Linked DNA regions of Mus musculus: region 2 is linked to region 1. Evidence: chromatin contacts called from public HiChIP or PLAC-seq data. All regions are on one chromosome and are shown on one strand. The core of a region is the stretch at or near the end of the contact, and the rest is flanking DNA. Distances in the headings are between cores, read along the strand shown.

What was found. HiChIP or PLAC-seq counts read pairs in DNA pulled down with a chosen protein or histone mark.
Region 2: a contact with region 1 is called in a CTCF HiChIP or PLAC-seq map of the NIH/3T3 cell line, with 7 read pairs. The contact joins two enhancer-like sites. A contact is called at or near these places in 2 of 15 datasets of contacts at CTCF or cohesin (the NIH/3T3 cell line and pro-B cells), 1 of 484 Hi-C or Micro-C datasets (embryonic stem cells), 5 of 115 datasets of contacts at active chromatin or transcription factors (the NIH/3T3 cell line, bone marrow-derived macrophages and embryonic stem cells) and 2 of 9 other capture datasets (adipose tissue and embryonic stem cells).

Annotation. Positions count from the first base shown.
Region 1 is chr15:59,388,245-59,394,485 of GRCm38.p6, forward strand. The region is part of intron 2 of Nsmce2 (NSE2/MMS21 homolog, SMC5-SMC6 complex SUMO ligase); the gene reads left to right. Among named protein-coding and RNA genes, the nearest start is that of Nsmce2, 17 kb to the left of the region's middle. Within about 2 kb of position 3,972, at least 78 of the 459 cell types and tissues checked have an H3K27ac peak or open chromatin away from gene starts, as enhancers often do. A contact at or near this core is called in the NIH/3T3 cell line, where this site is marked.
Region 2 is chr15:59,971,057-59,977,297 of GRCm38.p6, forward strand. No RefSeq gene overlaps it. Among named protein-coding and RNA genes, the nearest start is that of 4933412E24Rik, 42 kb to the right of the region's middle. Within about 2 kb of position 3,750, at least 30 of the 459 cell types and tissues checked have an H3K27ac peak or open chromatin away from gene starts, as enhancers often do. A contact at or near this core is called in the NIH/3T3 cell line, where this site is marked.

The DNA.
Region 1 (6,241 bases), core at 2,722-5,221:
AAGCTGTTGGAAATATCAGTGTAGGCCGTTCTTAAAGTGTTGGATTTAACTAGCTGTTTCCTGCGAGTCTGGGCATATGCATTGATAGGAAAAATAGAGGCAAAGTAGTAAAGCAAGTCTCTGATGCTCTCGTGTATTTGAGGTGTGGGCTATAAGCCACATGGCTCTTCACAGTTATTTCTCTCCACAGTGACCTTCTTGTTCTGTACCAAGTGAATTAAAACAGTGGGAACACTGAAGTACACTGTGGGCCTTGTTTTACTGAACCTTGATGTTTTCTAAGTTGATATTTAAGGAATTGTGAAGATTTATGTTCTGCCCTCATGTATGCCTGCTTGCCAGAAGAGGGCACCAGATCTCAGTATAGATGGTTGCTGGGAATTGAACTCAGGATTCTTAACCTCCGAGCCATCGCTCCAGCCCTGTTCCTTGTGTTTTTAGCCACAGTAATGGGCTACCTATCCTTTCATACTGATAGCAGTTAATGCTTTGCTTTTGTTCCATGTAGCTCTTTAATTTAAATGATTTCTTTGTAGGTATGTTGGTTATTTTAATGGTAGGAACCCCTTAAAATGGACTTTCTGGGGACAAAGCCCTCTGGTGCTCATTAAGTACCTTAAGAGTTTGGAACCACTATAATGCATATCAGGTGTCGAACTATGTAAATAGGGTGGTAGATGGCCTGGGGAGGGGGAGAGGGCAGCTCTAGCTCTCTTGAAACTCACTCTGTAACCCAGGCTGGCCTCAGAGTGAGAACTGCCTGCTTCTGCCTCGGAGTCCCAAGCACTGGGGTTAAAGGTGTGCACTACCACACTGGATTTGTAAATGGCTTTTGAGGTTGTTCCTTAATAAGATATGTTTGGATCTATAATGAAAAATGAGTTACTGTTTACAGTTAGAAAATGAGCTCATTTATTAATGAATAAAAATCATTTTAGAGACTTTGCACTTGAGGACCAGAAGTCTCTAACTTGAGAGTGCATCAGAACTACCGAGAGGCCTCATGAAAGTAGATGACTGGTATTTACCTCCACAGTTTCAGTAATTCTGAATAGTGCCGGAATTTGCATTTCCAAGATTCCCAGGTGCTGCTAATAGTCTAGGGACTACTACAGTTTGAGAAAGTTAGACCAGTCAGTCTGTCCCATGCTGTAGGAGACCTGCCTGCCACTAGATGGCATCAGAGCACTTTTTAGAGCATAGTCATTGACCTAAGTCTTAAGTCTCTTGATCAGAGTGAGTGAGTTAGTTAGTTAGTTTGTTTGTTTGTTTATTTATTTATTTATTTATTTATTTGTTTATTTTGGTTTCTCCAGACAGGGTTTCTCTGTATAGCCCTGGCTGTCCTGGAACTCACTTTGTAGACCAGGCTGGCCTCGAACTCAGAAATTCACCTGCCTCCCGAGTGCTGGGATTAAAAGGCATGCGCCACCACGCCTGGCGATTTGTTAACTTTTATAATCACTTTAAAATACATACATATTCATAATTTTGTCCTTTTTTCAGTTGAAACAATGTAGAAGGTTAAAAGTGTGAAACACACTGCCCGTTGGCTTTTTTTTTTTTTTTAATGGAGATTTTATTTCCCTTATTTGAGAATCTTAAGTGTTGGGTACATCAAAACCAATTTCTGGGATGAGGGAAAAAAAACAGAACCCACAATAGAAAAAAAAGTTATTGTCTGGGTCACAACAGAACCCAGAGAATATATTCTTATAATTGAAAAATTATAGGTGCTTCATAAATTGACCTTCTGATACAAAATGACCTATTGAATTTGCAACTTGGTTCTTGGTGTGGAGGTCCACAGACAACTAGGCGGTCTTCAGACCTTAGCTGGATGCCACGAGCGGTTATTTGGCTTTCCACTCTTTTTTTCTTGTCTAAGAGGCAGCAGCAGCAACAGTGCTTCTTTACAGTGTTGATCGGTTCCCTTTTAAAGGGCTCTCGGAAAAGTGTTTTTGACTGTTTTTTTGCCTCTCCTCTTTCTTACCTTGGAGTCTCACTCCATACATTCCAGCTGTGTCACCACCTCCAGATGTTTTACTCACTGATGACCTAAGAGCTAGATGGTTCTCTACATGGTGGTTCTGGGGAGAGGTACTGGCTTGCTCTGTTCTGTGTGCTAAGCTCTCCTGTTCACAGTAGCATGTTTTATTTTGAAATAGCAAAACTTCCTGATTTTTTTTTTTTTTTTTTGGTTTTTCGAGACAGGGTTTCTCTATATAGTCTTGGCTGTCCTGGAACTCATTTTGTAGACCAGGCTGGCCTCGAACTCAGAAATCCGCCTGTCTCTGCCTCCCAAGTGCTGGGATTAAAGGCTTGCGCCACCACGCCCGGCTCTGATTTTTTTTTTTTTTAAACAGACTATGTATAGTACCTAAATACTGTTTGGATTTTTCTAGACCTTTGACAATGCTTTTGCTATTGATTCTTTTGTTTTCTTCTCAGCTTTTTTTGTTTTGTTTTATTTTGTTTTTGTTTTTTTTTCTTGACCTTTGGAGCTGGGGCTTCAGTTAGATTTCAGTGATCAAACTTCGGATAAAAAGGACTAAAACAGATAAAAAGAAGAAAAAAAAAAAGAAACAAACAAACAAGTAGGAGTCACTCAGTAAAAAGCCAGGCCAGCACCAAATCATGTCTCTGGCCATTGGCAAGAACTGATGCTGGCTTAATGCTATGCAGAGATGACAACAGAGGCAGAAGTAGAACTGACATGAGGAGCCTTTTGTGAAGCACTGTAGTCCTCTTTTAATGACATAAAGTTTTAATGTCTTGTGGTCAGAGGGAAGGAGCTTTTATGAGGACGACACGTAGCACAGCTGAAAGCAGCTTGATTCTTCTAGAGATCATTACCCACACTGTTCTTTCCCCGTTACAGACGAAGTCCTGTATTCATGCTGTGCGTTTCTGTATACCATTACTTATGTGTACACGTGCAGCCTGATAAAACTACAGTGTTTGCCACATGTGTAATTTAAAATTTTCTACTGCCCTTCTTTCATAAAATATGGAGGAAGGAGAGATTTGTAATGTTTTATTTAACCTAGTGTATCTGAAACTATTTTTCGGGACCAGAGAGATGGCTTTATGGGTAAGAGGATTGGCTGCTTTTCCAGAGGACCTAGGTTCAATTCCTATAACCCAGGCTATACCACACCTGCTTCTACACTAGACACTACTCATGTCCATAGTATATCCGTAGACATAATGCAGTCAAAACATCTATACACACAAATATAATTTAAAAAGTAAATAAAGATAAAATATTTTTATGTGTCATAAATATGAAAGCTCCTAAGGAGTTCTTTTGACACAGCGTGGGCACTGAAATCAGAATCCTACAGTACACTAGACTCCAGACTAGCCACACTGCTTATGCTTATTGGTCACATATAACACTTTATGAGATGACAAAAGACACATAAGGGTTATTTCACTTCTCTGTGACAGAGTAAGAAATAAGAGATGGCCAAATCAGCTAGATCTGCAGCTCTTTAGCAGTTCTGGTGAGTCTTCCAATCAAACCGGTGGAAGAATGAGACACTCAGTTTCTCCTGCACTCTCCTCTGCTGAAACTGTGGCTAGTATTTTAGGGTTTTCCCCAAATTGTTTAGCCAGCTTAAAATAAAAAGTGCATTGTTTCTGAGGATCCTGTTACATTTGCTTCTGTATAAAATGTTGTGTGTTCATTTGAATCCACATCTACAGTTCTTCATATTTTGTAGCTGATGTGGTAAATCAGTTTCATATGCTGTTGGGCAAGCTGGAAGGTTAAGCCTCTTAACTTCGGCAGCCAGCATATTCTAGTTGCTGTAAACAATTAAGCCTGTCAGCAGTTGACCTTGGGAATGCTAATTTGCTTGTCCCTGGGTGCCGCCTCAGGCCCTGGCTTTCTCTCTGTGGGTGGGAGTTGTGAACCTGGTTTGGAGAAGAACTAGAGGCATTTGAGGCCAGCTCCAAACAGATGTGCTTCTTGCTTCACTTTTGCATGTGACCACAGTTGCAAGAGGCATATTCTTGCATGTTTTTTTTAAGGCCTGTGGAATCAGAGAGCAAAGTTGAAAGGCAGCTTCTTTACCTTTGGATCTGTTCTTGCCCTTCAGTAGAGTCCTCATCTGTCATGGCGAAGGTTGATTTAAAACCAGCAGTCTTTTTCATTGGGGTTCACTGTGCGTCTTAAACTTACAAGAAGAGTTGAAAGCCACCTTTTATCACACACACACACACACACTCCTTGCTTTGTGATTTTTTACTGACAGGGTCTTACCATGTAACCCAGGCTCGCCTCAAAGTTACTACCCTCCTACCTCATCCTCCAGAAGGCTGAGATTACAGGAATCCATAAGCACACCTGGTTTCGTATTCATGGCAGTTATTTTGTGTCTGGTCAAGAATAAGGCGAATAATTGAGGAGAAGGGGGTGCTAGCTGGGAAGTTATACTCACTGAGAAGTTCTTCATGGGCTCTCTGTAAGTGTGCATACCTGAGAGAGGAAGGTTGAGAGTATTTATTCAATTCTAAATTAATTACTGCCATTGTAAACTGGTGACGGCAGCAGTGACCACTTTAACCTGAAGATGAAGATTTCACTTTTCTTCTGGACTGCGTGTTAGGTTTTTGGGAGTGAGAAGAGAATGGTATTCAAGAAAGAGACGTATTGAGTTCAGTTGTCTTTAGGACAGGGTATTTATTAACAGCACAGCCTGTCCTGTGGTCCCACCCTGATGCCATAGCTTTAGTCCTGCCAGACAAAGGAAGGTGCCTATACTTAAAGGTTTCAGAGAGATGGGGGAAATCCTATACTGTGTGGAAGGAGGCCTCGTTAATATGTGACTTGAGCTAGATGACTCGGACCACAGTCAGGGTGTTTTAGATTGTGACTAGCATTGGGGAAGAGGCAGATTTGGCTCTGTGTGAGGGCTGTGTAAGGGCAACAACTTACAGGGCTGGCTCATTAGCTCTTAGCTATAGCATCTGCACCTGGAGACTCTGGGTTCTGATATAGTGCTTAGGCAAAGTACAACATGATACTGTACAGTACAGTACAGTACTGTAGAGTATCATATAAAACTTATTTAAATTGTTTATTTGAACTTGTTTGGTTTTCATTATTAGGTAATTGTTAATTTTTTAAAAAATTGATTGATCACCAATTACTTCTTGGCCCATGCTTTGAAAAGGTTAATTAGCAGCTACGGCAAATAAGAATAAATGCAAAGATTGGGAAAGCTACGTGGTAGTAAGCAAGGTATTTCTAATTAGTAGATTATTGGTATGTGTGACAGAAAAAAGAATCAGACCTCTTCCTTTACGACAGAACCCCGGTCTATATGTCAGGATGCACACATCTCTTACAAAAGATGTATAGGTGATCTATGATTAACAATTATTTGTATGCATGAGTGAGTATGAACATGGGTAAGTGCATGTGCAGTGTTCCAGAAAGAACACTGGCCCCTCTGGAGCTCTGTGAGGTGATTGTCAGCTGTGTAATGTGCGTGCTGGGAACCAAACTTAGGACCTCTGCAGGAGCAGTGTGTGCTCTTACCCACGGAGCAACCCCCTCTCTAGACTCTGTATTTATGCATCTCAGTTATCAATAGCTATCTCAATAGATTGTCCATGTTTGATCATTTCTTTCCCCATGACCACAGACAGCACTTGGCACTTCCTCTCCAAATAGGCCGTCCATCTGTGCAAAACTGCTGACCAGCGCTTACAGGACTGTGGTGTCACTGGCTACATCCTTCCATATGCACCCTAGTCATAGAGACCTCCTCAAGGGGCCCTGTGTGTGCTCTGTGGACTTCCTTTTCCTCTCCCTGAGGTGTCCTCTCCCTTCTGAGTGCTGGTGGTATGCCTGTTGGTCACGCTCGGCTGAGGTTCAGTGCCACATCTTTCTTCTTTGCTTCCTCTGTGTATGCTGTACACTTACTCAGCCGAGCAGCCGAGCACTTCTTTTCTCCGAGTTCTTTTCTCGTGCCCATTCACAGCACTAGACAGACAGGGAGGCTTGAAAAGGCCACTTAGTTATGTTCAGTTTTGCATGTTTTGGCGTTGTGTTCCAAAGTATATTTTGTACTAGACTCAGCTGAGGAGTACCTGTAAACAACCTACAAACAGATGCTGGTTGGTCAGCAGTGAACTGGGCTTGGTTGATTCCTGTTCTAGATGAACATTTTTCTGTTATAGTCTCTTCTCATATCTGTAACAGATTAAAATTTTGTAGACTGAAAAT
Region 2 (6,241 bases), core at 2,500-4,999, 580 kb after region 1:
GTGGCCAAGAAGTGATTGCCAACAGGAGCCTAGTATTGCTGTTCCCTGAGAGGCTCTACCAGCACCTGATCAATACAGATGCAGATAATCACAGCCAACCATCAGACTGAGCCTGGGAACCCCAATGGAAGATCTAGGGGAAGGACTGAAGGAGCTGAAGGAGATTGCAATCCTGTAGGAAAAACAATATCAGCTAACTAGACCACCCAGAGCTCCCAGGGACTAAAGCACCATCCAAAGTATATACACGGAGGGAGCCATGGCTCCAGATACTTATGTAGCAGGGGGTGGCCTTATTTGACATCAATGGGAGGGGAGGCCCTTGGTCCTATGGAGGCTTGGTGCTCCAGGGTAGGGGGAGCACCCCGTCAGAGGCAAAGTAGATAGGGAAGAGGGAGGGTAGGTTTGTGGAAGGGTATCCGGGAAGGGGGATATCATTTGAAATGCAAACAAATGAAATGATTAATAAAAAAGATATGGCTTTCATCTACTCCGCTGTGTGTTTTTCGTAACTAACCTTGACAAGTCATTGGGTTCCTCCTCTGCATTTCCTGAGAGTAATGATATTTTCCTGAGTGTAAAGAGCCTACTTCATAAGACTGATGTGAAAATTTAAAAAAAAAAAGATGTTGATTTTGTAAACTGCAAACATTAGAGAAATGCCTGTTGACTTAACTGATGCAGACTTTTGACCAGATGCTTAGCAATGCCTTTTTTTGTTTTTGTTTTTTTTTGTTTTTTGTTTTTTTTTCTTCTATAGGGTAGCATAGCTGAAGCAAAACAGAACTGTCAAAAGCTGGGTACTCTGAGTGCATGGGTCATAATTCCCAAGCCCCACCATGAATCCCCATCTATACAAGCCTAGCCTATGAGTAGATGGTTTTAGGAAAGATGGAGAAAGAGAGACACCAGACGTCCCAACAGAGCATCCACATTTTAAGCCTTCCGTGTGCCTGATTCACGGGCAGAGCAATTGAAGTGTAATGCTGATGAAGGGTCTATGCCCTCATCGAGATGCAAAGGGAGGCGTCTTGATTTGTGGTGTTAGACCGATTGGGTAAAGACTATGGCAAGAGTGAGAGTGGCGGAACCTTAGGAGTCTAAAGCTTTGTACCAACAAAAGTTCCTAGAGAGAAAGGTTGTATTGTGGTCTAACAAGGGAATGAGGCAGCAAGAGCGGAGGCAGTGAAGGGTCACTACCTTCCAGTGCAGTGGGGGATCATGACGGGCTGAAAGGGAAGGACCGATAGCACTCAGTGTCTCCATTGCGGATCCAGCGGATTAAGTGGGAGAACCTGGGGAGGGAAGCAGAGGGCTGAACTGTCAGGCTTCTTGGCACTGTTCATGAGCAGACTGGGGTTTCCTCTTATCCTAAGCCTTCTTTCAGCTAGATCTTTATGTAGATGATACTCAAAATCTATCTGTTCTAAAATTTTTTTTCTATTGGTTATTTTGTTTATTTACATTTCAAATTTTATCCCCCTTCCCAGTTTTCACTCCGAGAGCCATCCTCCCACCCCCTTCCCCTGACTCCATGAGGGTGCTCCTCCACCCACGCCCACTTCCGCTCCACTGCCGAAGCATCCCCTATGATGGGACATCTAGCCTACTCAGGACCAAGGACCTCCCCTCCCTCTGATGCCACACAGGGCCATCCTCTGCTACATGTGCAGCTGGAGTCAAGGGTCCCTTCATATGTATTCTTTGGTTGGTGGTTTAGCCCCTGGGAGCTCTGGAGGGTCTGTTTGGTTGATATTATTGTTCTTTCTATGGGGTTGCAAACCGCTTCATCTCCTTTAGTCCTTCCCCCAACCAAAATATGTCTTTAGTGGATACCACTGTGAACTTTCAAAGACTGCAGGCATCTGACTGGTCAAAACTCCACTTCCTGTCTTTTGAGTCTCTCTAACTCAACATATCTTCAAACACAACATTAGCCAAACATGCAATTTGATCCTAGTCTTTCATTTCTTGGGTCATTTTATGATTCATATATATTCACTTGCACAAGTCACTTCCTGGCTCTTTATTCAATAATTGATTTAGTTCATTTTTTTCAGCTCTGACCATTTTCCTAAACTATTCTGATTCAGACTGGATTTCTTCATTTATCATTCAGCCAAATCCCTGATTGGCATGCTGGTTGGCTTCTCTTCATCTTCTGTCCCAGTTCCTTATTTTATCTTCAGGTAGATGATCAGAGGATCATTTGGAAAGGCAACGTTAATTCAGCCCTTTGTGGTCTTGCGTTGCTAGTTAGGGCAGGGCTGAACGCTTCAGTGTGGCTGACGTGTATGTGTATGTGGGTACCAAATCTCCTTCTAGTTTTCAGAGTTAGGGTTTCCAGTTCTCCAGGTCTCAGCTCACTAAGAAGGTTCATTGCATTCTTGCGCCTGGGCTTTTCCTCTATGTGTTGGTCAGCGGCAGAGACTCCTTTTACCTCTTCATCTAGTTAACCCTTCCCTTTACAGGCCACTCCAGAGAATGGCAGTATGAAGAATCAAACTCAGAGTCCTTCTACGCTCTGTTTCCCTAACTCCTTGGGCATCCATACTTCTCAGCATATTTATCCAGCTTTTGACACCCATGACATAAAACCTAGGAGATGCTCAGAAAATAATCATTTAGCAACTAAATAACTATGAAACTGAGACCACTGCTTTGCAAGGATGGCAAGGAACTCATTTCTGCAGCGTTCTTTCCAATGATTTGTCAAACCTCCCCGTTAATAGGCCAGATGGAATCACAAGCCAGACATCTAAGATTGTTAACAAAACAGCACATTTCTTTCTTTCTTCTAAAACTAATTACTGGCTGCTAAATATTCAAACATACATAGGAAAAAAAAACCCAGCTCATTACATTATGTTAAGAAATAAATTACTATTCCTAATTGCTTCTAGTAGTTAATTACTTCTAATTATTAGTCCGAGTAATAAATTACTGCTTCTTGTTATGTTGTGGGCACGGTCGGAGCATTCACAAATGCCGTTCTCAGTGTTGTTTACATCAGAATGTGTTTACAGAATTATAGAACCGTAATTACCCAGAATAGCTGGTACCATGAAATAATCAACATTTGATAAATTCAATTGAAATATGTTCCTTTTTTTGTCTGCTTATTTAGAAGATCAGACATCAAAATGAGAAACAATGCTTGACTTTCCCAGTCTCCTCAGGGAGCAGAACACATGTTAAAATTGAGGGTTTTGTTTTGTTTTGGTTGAATGAGAACTAAATTAGAATTCTTTCTGTTATTTTATACAAGAGGAATTTACAGGCCCCTAATAGGGCAGAAATGAGGTTACACTCCCAGCATACAATTCACAGGATGGAATGAATTATGGCTACTTCAAAAGAGTTGTATGAAATTTTGAAGAGTCCAGAAATATTGTTTTTTTTTCTTTTGTAACAGATGTACAGTACACAAGCAGAGTCTATAACTTAGGAATTTCCAACTGTCTGACCCAGATCTGTTGTCTTATTTGGTGGTTTGAGAAGAGCTTGATAAAAGATAGTAGCCACAGCGTTTCCCTCCCTATCAAATAGGGAATAATAAAACATGAGGTATTTCAGCATTTCCTCCACTTTTCCTCACTCTGTTCTCGTCTCCTTTGGTAAATGTTAATTGCTCCATGTGTCAGGTGAGGAAATTGAGACTCAGAGAAGCACTTACGCAGTACAAAGTCACACAGCTCTGTCCACAGGATTCAAATGTGTGTAGGCGGATGCCGGTACACATGCTTTTGATTTTAGTATCCTGTAATTCTTCTTTTATGGCAGTGTGATTAATGGGTCAAACATCCAGGTCACATAGTCAGGCACATCTGAATCTTTTCTACTGCCATTGCTCTGTGTCTTTGGGAGACTTTCTTTAGGCATATATTTGATAGTTTAGTATATATATATATGTGTGTGTGTGTGTGTGTGTGTGTGTGTGTGTGTGTGTGTGTGTGAAAGTGTATGTTATAGCATCTATAATATATGTAATCAAACTACTTTATTAGTTATTTTGATAATCAACTTAGATTATGCTGCAAGCTAAGGCCATACAGAAAATATTATCTATTTTTACTAGTACCATGAGGCCAAAATGAGTTGAAATGAATCAAAACATTTTTAAGCAAGTGGCTTGGCATAGCTGCTAAGCTTTATTGCAAATGGAATCTTTAAGTATTCAGAGTGTAGAGTGCTCCTTATGAAATTAATATGAACCACCATGATGAGCAACTAATTAAGCAGTGTGTCCAAGGGAATTAACCAAAGAAAGAAAAGGAGAAAAACATTTGGTTGCCATCAGAGCATGTGAACAATTTGTAAGCAAAAATAAAAATGGCTTTGATCTAAAGCAGCTCCAGACCAGCACAAACATGCTGGGACATTCCTACTGAATACCAGAGCCCACTGTTTCTTTTCTACTTCTGCTTTGTAACTTCGCTGTTCAGGCAATGATCCACAGACAAATAATCTGGAAAAGCAAACATTCGGAGCAGAGGGGTGACATCATTCCATCTGAGTTTTAAAGTAACACTGCCCACTGTGTTGAGAATAGATTGCAGAATGACTGACAACATGGGAAACAGGAGGCAGAGGGGTCACCATAGCCAGCTAAGGAAACAATGCGCTATTGTGGTTACTCTGGAAAGGATAAGAATTGCTTTAGGTGGAATTGATTCAAATTTTAAAAAATATGATTTATTCATTTTATTTTATCTGTGAATATTTTACCTGCAGTAGTGGTGTGTGTGTGTGTGTGTGTGTGTGTGTGTGTTAGGATGTTATGAGCCACCATTTGGGTGTTGGTAACCAAACCTGGATCCTCTACAAGAGTAATAAGTGACTTTAACCACTGAGCCATCTGTCTAGTCCTGGAATTCACTTTAAAGTGAGAAGTATAAGATGCACTAGTGGTTTCTATTAGGGAGAGAGAGGAAGAAAAGGGGAAAGTGGGAGAGAAAGCGAAGTGGGGAGAGACAGAGATAGGCACAGAGTCATAGGTTCACACATACACACACACACACACACACACACACACACACACACACACACACACACAGAGAGAGAGAGAGAGAGAGGGAGAGAGGGAGAGGGAGAGAGAGAGAGAGTGGCTCTGTAACTCCAGCTCCAGGACATTTATCACATTCAAAATGATTTTTTTTTTAATGAACCCCAGAAGAATGGTGTTGCTATGACTGGGATGGATGCTGAGACGGAGTAACAACAGAACAGGTAAATCAGAAAGAATAGGAGTAATCATTTGTTACTCTTGTAGAAGACCCAGGTTTGGTTGCCAGCACCCAAATGATGGCTCATTAGCATCCTAATTCCAGTTCCAGGCCCTCTTTGATCTACTAGGGCACTAAGCACACACACACACACACACACACACACACACACACACCCCACATACACACATACACACATTGCAGGTAAAACATTCACAGATAAAATAAAATGAATAAATCATTTTTAAAGATGTGAGTCAATTCCACATAAAGCAATTCTTATCCTCTCCATAGTAACCTCCTAATGTATGCATGCCAGGCTTCAGGAGGCAATGTTTTCAGAGAGATAACAACAGACTGAAGAAAAGGTGAGCCTGGACCTGAGGTGCACCTGGGTGGCCAGAGTGCACTTGGAAGTTGTCATGTTTATATATACCTTAGACCCAGGAGCCCTGGGATCTTCAAGAGACTGGAGATATGTCCTTGTAACGTTTTGCCAGCAAAACACACTCGGACAACCAGGTCCTTCTATGGCAGAGCTTTATTGTTTACTTCTCAGGAAGACCCCGAACCCGGAAAAAGGAGCTGCTTAAATACCCCTCCTTGTGACGTGTCAGCTCCTGATTAGCTGCTCACTCATCACCCCACTGCTATGCCCCGAGATGGGCGGTGACTTGGCACGAATTTACTCCAGCACCTGTGCACATTGCTTGTTTACTAGTTAGGCACTGAGGAAGCCAGCGCCATCTTGTAATGGCGATTGCTCACGGCTCTCCACAGAGATACAAGAAGAGATGATGGTAGCATGGAATTAGGTGGTGAGGTGGAGGTAGAGAGGTGGGCTTACGGTGGAGCTGAGACAAAGGTGCCAAGGAGTGACTGACTCAAGCTGCTTTGACTACAGACACGGGAGAAATGGAGTTGGCTGTTATGGAGACGGGGAGACTGGAGGGAGAACTTATATGGAGGTGTTAACCAGAACTATTTTACTGATTGCGAGGGATAGATCTGGACAA